Regions from separate parts of the Mus musculus genome. Here region 2 is linked to region 1. A link is a contact called in public promoter capture Hi-C data. All regions are on one chromosome and are shown on one strand. The core of a region is the stretch at or near the end of the contact, and the rest is flanking DNA. Distances in the headings are between cores, read along the strand shown. Region 1 holds the start of Cers4 (ceramide synthase 4). Region 2 holds the start of Shcbp1 (Shc SH2-domain binding protein 1).

Evidence for each region. Promoter capture Hi-C pulls out the DNA fragments that hold promoters and counts their contacts.
Region 2: a contact with region 1 is called in a promoter capture Hi-C map of stem cell-derived epiblast-like cells, with 2.0 times the contacts expected there. The contact joins the promoter of Shcbp1 here to the promoter of Cers4 in region 1. A contact is called at or near these places in 2 of 39 promoter capture datasets (the 3T3-L1 cell line and stem cell-derived epiblast-like cells).

Annotation. Positions count from the first base shown.
Region 1 is chr8:4,488,360-4,494,861 of GRCm38.p6, reverse strand. It overlaps Cers4 (ceramide synthase 4), which reads right to left and starts at 1,457. Exons shown (of 11, transcript NM_026058.4): 1 at 1,272-1,457.
Region 2 is chr8:4,776,823-4,782,697 of GRCm38.p6, reverse strand. Shcbp1 (Shc SH2-domain binding protein 1) reads left to right here and starts at 3,131. Exons shown (of 13, transcript NM_011369.3): 1 at 3,131-3,277. The coding sequence starts at 3,175. It also overlaps the pseudogene Gm6334.

The DNA of each region.
Region 1 (6,502 bases), core at 208-2,707:
TCCAGGTTCAGTTAAGAGACCTGTCTCAGGAACTAATATGGAGAGTGAGAGAGGAAGGCATAAGAAGTCAATCTCTGGCCTCCACACACACATAGATGCACACACACATGCATACACACATTGACACCACAAGTTAGTGTACACACACACACACGTACACACACACACACACACACACACACACACACACACACGAAGGAAGGAAGGAAGCAACCAAAGTGCTGCAGCGGCAAAGTGCTTGTCTAGCATGAGGCCCTAGATTCAACCTAGCCCTTCCCCCAAATAAAATAAGGCCCCTTCCAAATTCTCAGAAGACCACCTCGGAAAGCTTCACACAGACCTTCCTCACATCTCACTTCCAAACAAGCATGAAACACAATTCTTGGGGGGAAACACAGAATTTCTAACTTACCTCTTATCACTTCACGCACCTTCCATCAGGGGTCCAGCCAGACGTCCAGGTTGCCCTGGTGTCTTTTCAACTTTCCCAGCATAGGGCAGGGTCTTCCTCTCAAGACACAATCAGATGGCTGTTGCTTGCTGCCTTAAACATCCCTTGTACACACAGCCCGGAGGATGGAGCTGTGGGCTCCTCATTGTCTTCCAAGCCCTGGTCAACCACTCCCTACCTCCTTTCTTCCCTGTATACACTCCAGCCTCTTTTCTGGTCTGCAAATACACCAGCCTGGCCATTTCCCTAGGATTTTGTGGCCTGGGCCCAGAAAGCTCTCCATAGCAGGTGCCCTCATGACAGGCTGCCCCTTTCCCTCAGACACCATAGGCTTCCTCACAACACTTCAACCTCCTTCCTCCAGGATTTGGATAGTGCTCTACACACTCCCTTGTTTCCCAGAGGCTGGGTCTACGTGGTTCCCGAATCTCTGTGTCTGCGGCCTTCGGCCTTCGCCTGTCGGGTCGGTAGCACCCAGCAGGCGCTCCGTACAAATTCTCTAGTGACAGACATTCCTGTGGCGCAGTGCCTGTTCACATGTCCGGATTCCCCACGTCACGACAACCCCCATTCTCTCCCGCGCGTTTTCTATTCATGTCCACCACCTGCACCTGCTCCATGGGGGCACCACAGCTCTCAGATCAGAATGCAACCTGATCCCCGACCAGATGGGAAACTCTGAGAAATACCTTGTCGGAGAAATGATGGGAAACTAAATGACTGTTTTGGCTCCGAGCCGGACTGCTCTTAGCCCTGGAGGAGAGGAATGTTTCGAGGGTATCTACTAGGGCGGCGCCCCCAGAGAGGGGTGATTGCTTACCTGGAGGTTCAGAAAGCAAGATGCAGGCCGAGGCGGTGCGGAGATCAGCTAATCCGAAGATGCCTTAGACAAGCCGCAGACCGCTCTGGGCCGAGAAACTCCTCGCTACAGAGCCTCCACCCGCGAGGGAGGAAATAGGACCGGAGGGGGCCTCCGGGAGGAGTTTGATGGGGCCTTGGGCGTGGTCTGAGCAGGGGAAAAGGGCGTGGCTTCAGTGCGGTCGGGCCCAGTGGGCCAAAGAACCGCTTGGTCCAAAACCCTGAGTCCTAAACTGCCCAACCGGCGGCCTGGCCTCGCCCCCACGCCACCAGGCCCCTCCCTAGACCCCCACCTTATAGTCGTTTGTCTCCTCCAGACCCCGCCCTGAGCCCCTAATCCTGCACCTTGGGACCCTCCCTCCAGCCTCGCCCTAGACTATTACCAGCTCCTTCAGTTTCCAGGCCCCGCCCACAGCCCCCTACCCGCCGCCGCCACCAGGACCCGCCCCCAACTCCACTCAACCTCTGGTCTGCTACTCCTCACCCCAATCCCTGCTTTCAGCCTCTTCCTCTAACTGGCAAGGCCTGGTCCCCAGCCCAGTCCAGCCTTATCAGGCCCCGCCCCGACCGGAGGCTGTTGTGGGCACCTGGCCTTTCTCCAGCCATGCTGTAGGTTTCTGCAGAGCATATCTCTGACGTTTTAACCCAGCAGCGTCTACTAGGCACTCTCTCTGGATCTTGTTTTCCAGTTCTAGGTCTCTTCTTTGTGATGCTCTGGCTTGTCTTTCTGCCTGCACTCTGTTTCTCAGATGCACTGCTAGGCTCTGCAAAGGAAGCTTGGATCGTTCTGCAGGCCTCAGCACCCCAGGGCATCAGTACTTGGAGTCGGTCAGACCAACCTAGAGGATTGCTGGGCCTGGGCCCACCAAGAAGCTGTCCACAGGATTGAAAAGGAGAAGGGAGATTACATTAATATGTCGGCTATGGTTTTGTGAGGTGCAAAGATCAGGCAAGATCTGAGAGATTAAGCTGAGATACAAGTCAGAGTGGGTGATAGCTGTTTCCACTGTTTGACCTAGGATAATGCAGGAGGATGTTGGCCTCTCCTTGCCTAGTACAACCAGAGGAAAGACAATTCTAGGGCAAGCAGTTAGAAGAGACTTCTAATAACTTGTCATCTTTGTAAAAGAGAATATAATATAAGGACATCAAGCCTAGCTCAGAAGGTAGACTGCTTGTCTAGTATACAGGTGTCCCTGAGTTTGATAAGCCAAGGGTGATATATAGACCAGATGCCAATGTGAAAGAGGAAAGTCACACAGGGTATTCCCAAGCACTTAGACCATGGGAGCCACTTATCTTGATAGTGACATGGAAATACAAGCCAGAGGTCCACAGAGAAGTGGAGGATTTGAGTGTACAAGGGTCATGGAGAAATGTTCAGTGGAAGTTACAACCAAAGTTGGATGGCTGAAGAAGAGTGGGGTGTCAGCTTTTTACTTGCATGCCTAGGCCTGCTCCACAGTCTGGAAGTAGTTGGGTGTCCTTGGAAGAAGCTACTTCTGGCTCTCTGAAGCCGAGTAAATTAACAGATTACAAGAAACCTCAGCTGACAAGGCAAGTCAGCAAGTAAAACTGTCTGTCACCAAGCCTGACAACCTGAGTTCAATAGCCAGGACATGGGAGTAGAAGAGAAGCAACTCCCAAAAGCCTTTTGACTTCTGGGTAGAGGTATGACTCATTTTGGACTTGGGTTGCATGAGAGGAGCATTATGGAAGATAGAGGAGTTTGTCGTTCTGGAAAGCATGACCCAGGGGTGGTCAATAGAAGGAAGATGGTATACCCAAAAGATTTAAAAGGCAGACAAAAGATCTAAAGACAGGGTTTAGAGAGACAGAGGAAGCTGTGCCTGGCTGGCATGAGATAATAGACTTCTAAGCTAGTGGATGCAGTATGTATCGTCTGGTGGATGCAGTATGTATCGTCTGGTGGATGCAGCATGTATCATCTGGTGGATGCAGCTTGTATCGTCTGGTGGATACAATATGTATCGTCTGGTGGATGCAGTATGTATCGTCTGGTGGATGCAGCATGTATCGTCTGGTGGATGCAATATGTATCCTCTGGTGGATGCAGTATGTATCGTCTGGTGGATGCAGCATGTATGTCTGGTGGATGCAGTATGTATCATCTGGTGGATGCAGCTTGTATCGTCTGGTGGATGCAGCATGTATCGTCTGGTGGATACAATATGTATCGTCTGGTGGATACAGTATGTATTGTCTGGTGGATGCAGTATGTATCGTCTGGGAAGGGGACCCTAACTAAGGCTGGACCTCAAGCCTGAGAAATCGAGGCTCCCATGCTTTCTCTTGCAGATTTTCTTTTGTTGCTTTTCAGTTATTTTTCATTGTTATTTTTATTTTTTGAGACAGAATCTCTTATATTTCAAGCTGGTCTCAAAATCCCTATGTTCCTGAGGATGGTTTTGACCTTCTAATCCAACTGTCTCCACTAATTTCTAAACTTGGATTAAAAATGTGAGCCACCATTTGAGGTGTTGTCGGTGTGTGTGTGTGTGTGTGTGTGTGTGTGTGTGTGTGTGTGTTTCTCGGGTCTTTCACATGCTTGAAAAGCACTCTCTCACTGAGCTATACCCTATCACTAGCCCCCACCCCACCCCACCCCCACCCCGACTTTGACCCCCTGTATAATCTTCCCATCCATGTGAGGCTCAAATGATTAAGGAAGCTACTAAGTGCTATGACCCAGGAAGCAACTCTGTGCTGCTCCCCTCTGTCTTAATTACTTTTTTGTTGCTACAATAAAACATTCTGACAAAACCAATTTAGGAAGAAAGCATTTATTTTAGCTCACGGTTCCAGATATACATCACTAACGGGAAGTCAGGGGCCTGGGACATATGGTGGCATTCCATCTGCAGTCAAGAAACAGAGAGGGATACATGCTATTTGCTTAGCTCATCTTCCCCTTTCTATAGACTCTAGGATCCAGACAGCAGTGTCACCACAGTGCACAAGTCTTCCCATTTCAATCTGATGAACACAACCACTGTCAGGCGTATCCACAGGTTCCTCTCCCAGGTGATTCTAGATTTCATCAAGTTGATAATTGAGATTGACCATCACAGTCTCCAACTAGGGGGTCTGAAGTAGATACCTATATTGATCTTCTCTAGAACCTGGGCTGATTGTGACCAGGCCTGAAGACTGGACCCTGGGACCCACAACACCTAGGCTAAGCACAATAAGAGTTATTCACAAGTGATCACTGTCTTAGGGTTTATATTGCTGCAATGAAACCTGTACCATTTGGGTGGCTCTTATACTACCAAGTTCTGCTACCGACATGAGGTACAACCTTGGTCACCTCTGGAACACAGGTTCTGTGTGCTCTCAGGAAACACCTCCCAGAAGATTTCTCTTTAATGATGCTAGTCTCTTTTTAATCACCTCTAATTTCCCAGCTCTAGCTAACCAACATCAATTGTCCCAGTAAAACAAAGATTATACTTTAGTTGTTCTGGTTTCTTGTTAATCACAGCTGATTCTTCAGCTCCAGCTGATCAGACACTGCAGATTCTTCACAAAAATAGCCCAATTAGAGTCTTTGCTTCCCTCTAAAACTTCATTAGCCAGCTCTCCAATCTTCTACATTGTCCTCAACATTTTCCAAGCTCCTACAGAACAAAACACTCAATGACTTTTCTTACTCAAAACTCCAAAGTACACCCACAATCCTGCTAATAACATGCACAGGTCTGTCTCAGCAATACCACACAATCCTGGTGGCAATTTATCTTAGTTAGTGTTTCTATTGCTGCATGAAACACCATGACTAAAGTAAGTTGTGGTTGTAGTTCTCCACTGAAGGAAATCAGGACAAGAATTCAAACAGGGCAGGAACCTATGGGCAAGTACTGCTTACTGGCTTGTTTATCACGGTTTGCTCAGCCTGCCTTCTTATAGAACTCAGGACCTTTAGCCCAGGAAGGGCACCACCCACATTGGGTCTGGCTTTCCCCTGTCAGTCACTAACTAAGGAAATGTCCCACAGGCTTGCCTTCAGTCAGATCCCATGCAGGCATTTTCTCAATTGATGCTCCCTTCTCTGAAGACTCTTGCTTGTGTTAAGTTGACATAAAACTAGTCAAGACAATCTGAGATTTTTCCTGACTTCTGAAGTCTGTGACTTTGTTACTTCAATTTGATTTTGTATTTATTTGAGGAAGACACTTATGTGTCCCAGCCTATATGCTGGGGGTCAGAAGGCAGTTTGCAAAGGTCAGTTCTGACCTTCCTTCTACCATGTGGGTTCTGGGGATTGAACTCCGGTCATCAGGCTTAACAGTAAATGCTTTTACTACCTGATCCATCTCATTGGCCCCTAAATGTGTTACTTCTCATGGTTAACAAGATTACACATGGGATAACATGAAAGATGTTAAGAAGGGAGATGACTGAGGACCATCTGGGCCTGGTGTTACCACAGGGTCCTCACTGCATTGCTTGCAGTTATGAGCCTGAGTCCCAATGACACCTGCTCAATATTGGAACCCAGGCCAGACCAGACTCTGCTATGGTCATGCCCAACAGCAACTAGTCTCTCTTCTCCCTCATAGCTGATTCTGTATCCAAGCCTCAGGCTAATAAACTTCACACTATCAGTACATATCTGTGACACAACCCAAATGACAGATATGCATCAAATAGATAGTCCCTCTCCTCACTCTCCATGTCCAGGAAATTAAAACAGCTTAACCACAAGTTCATGCTGTGGAAGACAATAGCATAAACTCTTCCTGTACATCTGAAACCTATAGGAAGGAAGTCACACCAGCTCTACCCTGTGATGCTACGTTCTCCCTAGAGCTCACATTTATGTTGTCTTCTTGTATATCCTTGGACTTCAATGCAGTGAGTAAGCTCAGTTTGAGATTGCTGCCCTCCAACAAGGTTAAGAATCTGTGTTGCAATGGAGTACTACTCAGCTATTAAAAAGAATGAATTTATGAAATTCCTAGGCAAATGGTTGGACCTGGAGGGCATTATCCTGAGTGAGGTAACCCAATCACAAAAGAACTCAAATGATATGTACTCACTGATAAGTGGATATTAGCCCAGAAACTTAGAATACCCAAGATATAAGTTACAATTTGCAAAACACATGAAACTCAAGAAGAACGAAGACCAAAGTGTGGACACTGTGCCCCTTCTTAGAATTGGGAACAA
Region 2 (5,875 bases), core at 1,882-4,381, 290 kb before region 1:
ACATCACACCTCACACAGTAATAGTGAGAAACTTCAACACCCCACTCTTAGCAATGGATAGATCATGGAAACAGAAACTAAACAGAGATACAATGAAATTCACAGAAGGTATGAACCAAATGGGTCTAACAGGTATTTATAAAATATTTCATCCTAAAGCAAAAGAATATATCTTCTTCTCAGCACCTCATGGTACGTTCTCCAAAACTGTCCATATAATCAGTCACAACACAGGCCTCAACAGATACAAGAAGACTGAAATAATCCCATGCACCCTATCAGATCACCATGGACTAAGGCTGGTCTTAAATACCAACAAAAACAAATCGAATGCTCACATACAAATCGAAGCTGGCTAATGTTCTTCTCAATGATAACTTGGTCAAGGAAGAAATAAAGAAAGAAATTAAAGACTTTTTAGAATTTAATGAAAATGAAGACACATCATACCACCTATGCGACACAATGAAAGCAGTGGCAAGAGGAAAACTCATAGCTCTAAGTGCCTCCAAAAAGATACTGAAGAGAGCTTACACTAGCAGCTTGACAGCATACCTGAAAGCTCTAGAAGAAAAAGAATAAAATACATCCAAGAGTGTTAGATGGCAGGTAATAATCAAACATAGGGATGAAATCAACCAAATATAAACAAAAAGAACTATACAAACAATCAACAAAACCAGGAGCTGGTTCTTTGAAAAAAATCAACAAGATAGAATCAATATCCAAATTAATAAAATCAGAAGTAAAAGAGAGACATAACAATGAAATATATCTTAAAATAATCATTCTGTTTGTTAAATATTAACAGTTTGTATTTTATAATTTGTATGTTGGACTTTTAAACAGAATTGAGACTGTGATAAACTGTAGGGATTTTGAAGCTGAACTAGATGCCTTTCACAATATAATATTGCTATAAGCCTATGGAGGCCAGGGAGTCGAGTGTGGTAGTGTGAATACAGATGAGCCCCATAGGTTCATATATTTGAGGTTTGGAGGCTTCAAAAGTCTCCCACCATCCCCAGGGCTGATGAAGCAACGGAATGATACTGATGCTTCCACTCTCCCAAGCTGAGCTCTACCTGGAGTAGCACAACTTCCCAGAACATTGGACTAGACTAGTCTACAAAAGACTAAAAGTTTGATTCTGGAAATTCTTTTTTTTTTTTTCTGTTACTGAAAATAGACTTTTTTTCATACAACATACCTCAAGAAGTGACATCGAGGATGAGAAAGAATTAAGTTAAGGTGCTACTGAGATACCTGTGGCAAGCTGGTAAAGATGGCAATCTACAGAGCAAAACGAGGTGATACAAAAGAAACTTTGTCTCATGGGAGCCACTGGGAAGGGGCTGGGAGACTAGGGGGGAAAAAAACATAACTCTCTAGAATCTGGTTCACCTCAGGCCTCAATTAGTCACCTCAAACACCGACATCTTGATGACTAACAGCCAGCCACCAGAGCAAGAGGACATGGAAAAGCTATTGAATTAGCTTGGAGAAGTTATTCAACTTTTTCATGAGGTCTGTACCTCATTGTGAAATGAGTAGACCGTACTGCTACGTCTTATCTCATTGGAATATTTTTTAAGAAAACATGCTTTTTCAGTACATAGCAAGGAGCAGATTACTGGGGGATAGCAAGACTAATTCCTGAAGACTGATAAAATATTTATGTATTAATTTACATATGTTTTGTGATACATGCATGTTCATGTGAGTGTGTGGACATAAGTGTAGATAACAGATGATTAGGTCTGGTGTCTTTTTCTATGGCTCCCCACCTTATTTTTTGAGATAAGTTCTCTCACTGAACCTGAACTTTGCCAATTTGGATAGACTTGCTGACCAATAAGATCCAGGGTGGTCCTGTCTCCAAACCATCCCTCTTCCAGCACTGGGATTACAAATGGTTACTATCATATCTAGTTTTTTATGTGGGTCTGGGGACCAAACACGTCCTCATGCTTGTCTAGCAAATATCCCATCAGTTGAAACATTTTTCCAGCTCCATAGAATGATTTTTGAAATTTAAATAAGATATTGTAGGTAAAACTTGCTGGCAGTATTTTGTATAGTAAATAATAGCTATTAACGTTAGTTACAGTTTAATTTATTAAAAGTTAATCAAATAGCATACTAAATATAACTTTTTGAGACGTTTTACCATATCACCCTTACTGAACTGGAATTTGATTTGTAGACCAATCTGGCCTGGAACTCCTAGAGACCTACCTCCTGTCTCTGTCTCTGCTTCTGACTCTAGAGTAGTAGAATTAAAGGCATATGCCACCACAGCCTATCTAAATATAATTTAACATTACTTGAAACTACCCAGTGTCTGGTTCCTGATGGTGACAGTGACAGAGCTGCTTATACCAACATTCTAATATTGCTTCATCTGTAGCCAGCTCCTGAGTCATGAAGGGATTTACACACACACACACACACACACACACACACACACACACACACGTAATAGCATTCACTAGCAGTGGCTAAAACACATACATGTTTTTGTTTGTTTGTTTGTTTGTTTGTTTGCTTTTGTGTTGTTTGTAATGATCTACTGTAATTGACAACCACACTGATTAAGCCAATTAAAACTTTTACGTCCTTTTTATTGGAGATCAAACTTGAGCCCCTAAAAACTTACTTGTTGACAAAGCTCAAGGATATATAGTTTTAAAGGTAAACCAAAGTAAAGTGGGTGTTAGAGTAATCTTGAAGCATTTATTATTAGCAGAAAATAGTAGTTATTTTAGACATAACTTGCTAATTATTTCGTTTAATACCTCTGACCATGGCCAAGGCTCTGGAAATCTTAAAGGTGTTGCCAAGGTCAACTGACCTAAAAACTCTTTAAGCAAACATAGAGTCAATCAAGATGGCATATCTTAATCATTTCACTTTCATTATCTTTTCTACTATGCTCAACATCCAAGTTTGCCTTGCTGATTTTTGAGAAAGCATTCCAAATTACATCAACATTCAACTTCCTTTTGTTACTGGGAAGAACTTGATCGAGAACAGTCCGCCAATCCCACAGGTGGCGCTGAAGGACTATCAGAGCAGTTACTGAAAGCTGAAGATGCTCCTCTAGTCGAGTACTGACGCTAGAGATGTCGTCATCGCGTTCTGGTTTGTGACAGCCGCCCGCGTAAATTTGAAATGGCTGATGATTTGCGGGCTGGTGGAGTTCTGGAACCTATAGCTATGGTTCCACCGAGACCTGACTTGGCGGCGGAGAAGGAACCGGCGTCCTGGAAGGAAGGTGAGCACCTCAACCCGAGTCGGAGAGCTGTTTTCGTGGTTGCCGGCCGGGCCTGGCCACCCTAAGGACGCGATTACCTGGGTGGGGAGTTCTGTGCTGGGTCTGGCCCCGCTCTCACGACTTCGGAGTCGGGAGATACTGTGGCCAATTTAGGCTCTCTATCCTCCTGACTCAGCTTCCGGAGAAGAGAAGGGGTTGGATCTGGGTGGACATTCCCCAGACGGAAGGGACTCAGGGGGCTTTGTATTCATTTATTTCATGAGCCAAGTTTTTGTTTGTTTGATTGATTGATTGATTGATTGATTGATTTGTTTTTAACCTACATCTAAGGGATCATGTGCTACGCTTCTCCTTTTTAAAAACAACCTTGAACTCTCATCCTATGCACTGGGGACAGATGACAGCAGAGCTGAGTTTGGATAGAATCCAGAAATAGAATTGACCCAGCTTTTCTTTTCTTTTCTTTTTTCTTTTTTTCCAACACAAACCACCAGCATTTATTTCCTGGGCCTAAGTATCAGTCTTTTGGTAAAAAGGGCAAAGAATTGGTCAGTTAGTTTTGAATCCAAATCCTTTCCCCAAACTGGATCTGTGAGGCGCCATGAGGAAACTTAGAGCTGCATAGATCATCAGAACTGAGCTTAAACCCGCTTTCAAAACAAAACCAAAACCCAAAACCAAAGCAGAAGAAAAGTGATTGTCAGCTTCTCTCTCTCTCTCTCTCTCTCTCTCTCTCTCTCTCTCTCTCTCTCTCTCTCTCTCTCTCTCTCTCTGAAAAAGTTATGTTTTTTTAAAAATGTAAAAGAAGCTTTAAAAAAGGGCTAGGAAGATCTTCCTGACAGACAGGCTGGCTGGAGGGTGAGTGGTGACAGGACAGTCCCTGTCCAGGTGGCAGCTGCTCACCTAGGGGCAGGGCCTGGCTCAAGCCCCGCCTAGCTGAATAAATAATATCTCGTGGTGCTGGTTGTCTTCAGAGTGTACCTGAGCACCGTGGGGAGGTGGGGAAGAGTGGAGCCTGCGGTGTGGGTGGAGGACTTGGCTGGAGTGGGGGCCACAGAGGATTCCATGAGGCTCTCAGTCGGCCTGGCTGGCCAGGGCTCCAGTCCGGGAGGTACAGCAGGTCTCTTCCAGCCTTGGGACCACAGGCAGACTCAGGACGAGGTGTTCGCATCACTGCTCTCAGGCTGGCTGCTGGCTTCCTTGTCTGGGGTACTTCCCTCTGCCTGTGCTTCTCCCTCAAGTGCGAGCTCGCCCATGTCTCCAGCGAGCTTCCGCATGCTCACGGCCTCCGAGTCTCCCTGGATGTCAGGGACTGCATTCCGATGGCCTGTCCGGTCGCAGGAGATGAAGTCCGAGTAAGAGGACTCGACTTCCATCATGCCTGTCGCATCGCTCCTCAGGCCTGACCAAGGGACAACCAAGAAACATGGGTGCTAATACTGCCTTGAATGTGGCCGTGGGATTTTCAAAGCTCACAGCAGAAGTCCAGGTGGTCTCTCTCTGACTGTATAGCAAGTCTAGTCTAATTCCGTTTTCCTGCCTGCATCTCTTCAGGTTTTTCACTCTTGATTAGCCAGTGCAGAAGGTCTGCCGCCTTGTCGCCTCATAGAGCCCCAGCCCTAACCCAGCTTTTCTAACCCTCAGCTTCATTGTACCTAATCATGGGAATTTTATTTGCCAAACTGTGACCTTACATATGCTAGGAAAGAGCTCTACCATCCCCAGTTCCTTTTTTACTTTGAGGCAGGGCCTCTACATAGTCCTGGCTGACCTGAAACTCACTATGTAGACCAAGCCAGCCTCCAACTCAGAGTTCCACCTGTACTGGAGGCTCAAGGCATGAACCACCGTGTCTGGCCTTGATGATTTTTAAAGCTAGTTTATATTAACACATTCAGTTATAATGTGTAATGGACAGAGTTAGGTTGATGTGAGAAATCATAGGTGTGACTTAATTCTTCAACAAGCGTACTTTGTGAACAGCCAAAAGTTTCATATGTACAGATGCCTTAGAAAACAGCCAGTATTTCCAATGTGAAAGCGTTATAATATGAAGAGTCAGCTTTAAAGTGTCTGTCTGTAAGGAACTAAACTTGTATGCTATTGTATGAGAAATCTTAAAAGTGGCATTTACAAGTCAGGAGTGATAGTGCATCTCTGTGATTCCAGCACTTGAGTGGTAGGAGCAGGAGCAATGGGAATAAAGGGCCATGCTTGGCTACCTAATAAGTTGGAGACCAGCCTGGGCTACATGAAACTCTGTCTCCATAAAACCAAACCAAAACAACAGTCACAATAAAACACTGAACTTAGAGAAACAGAGTTTACTTCATGGTTTCCCAAAGAATGGGGAAACTGTTTGTCAAAGTAGACTTAATGAAAAGCAAGAAGAGTAGAGTAGATCATGTATTTTCACCATTTAAAGAAAATATGTGAGGTAATGGAAATCTTAGCTTTCTTATGGTAATTATTTCTTAATATGTAAATAAAACATGAATGTCTTCCGTAGATGACTTTCTTTTTCTACTTTGTTTCTTGGCAAATTTTTTAATTTAATTTAATTTCAATTTAAAAGACAAATACAGCTAAAAAGCATAT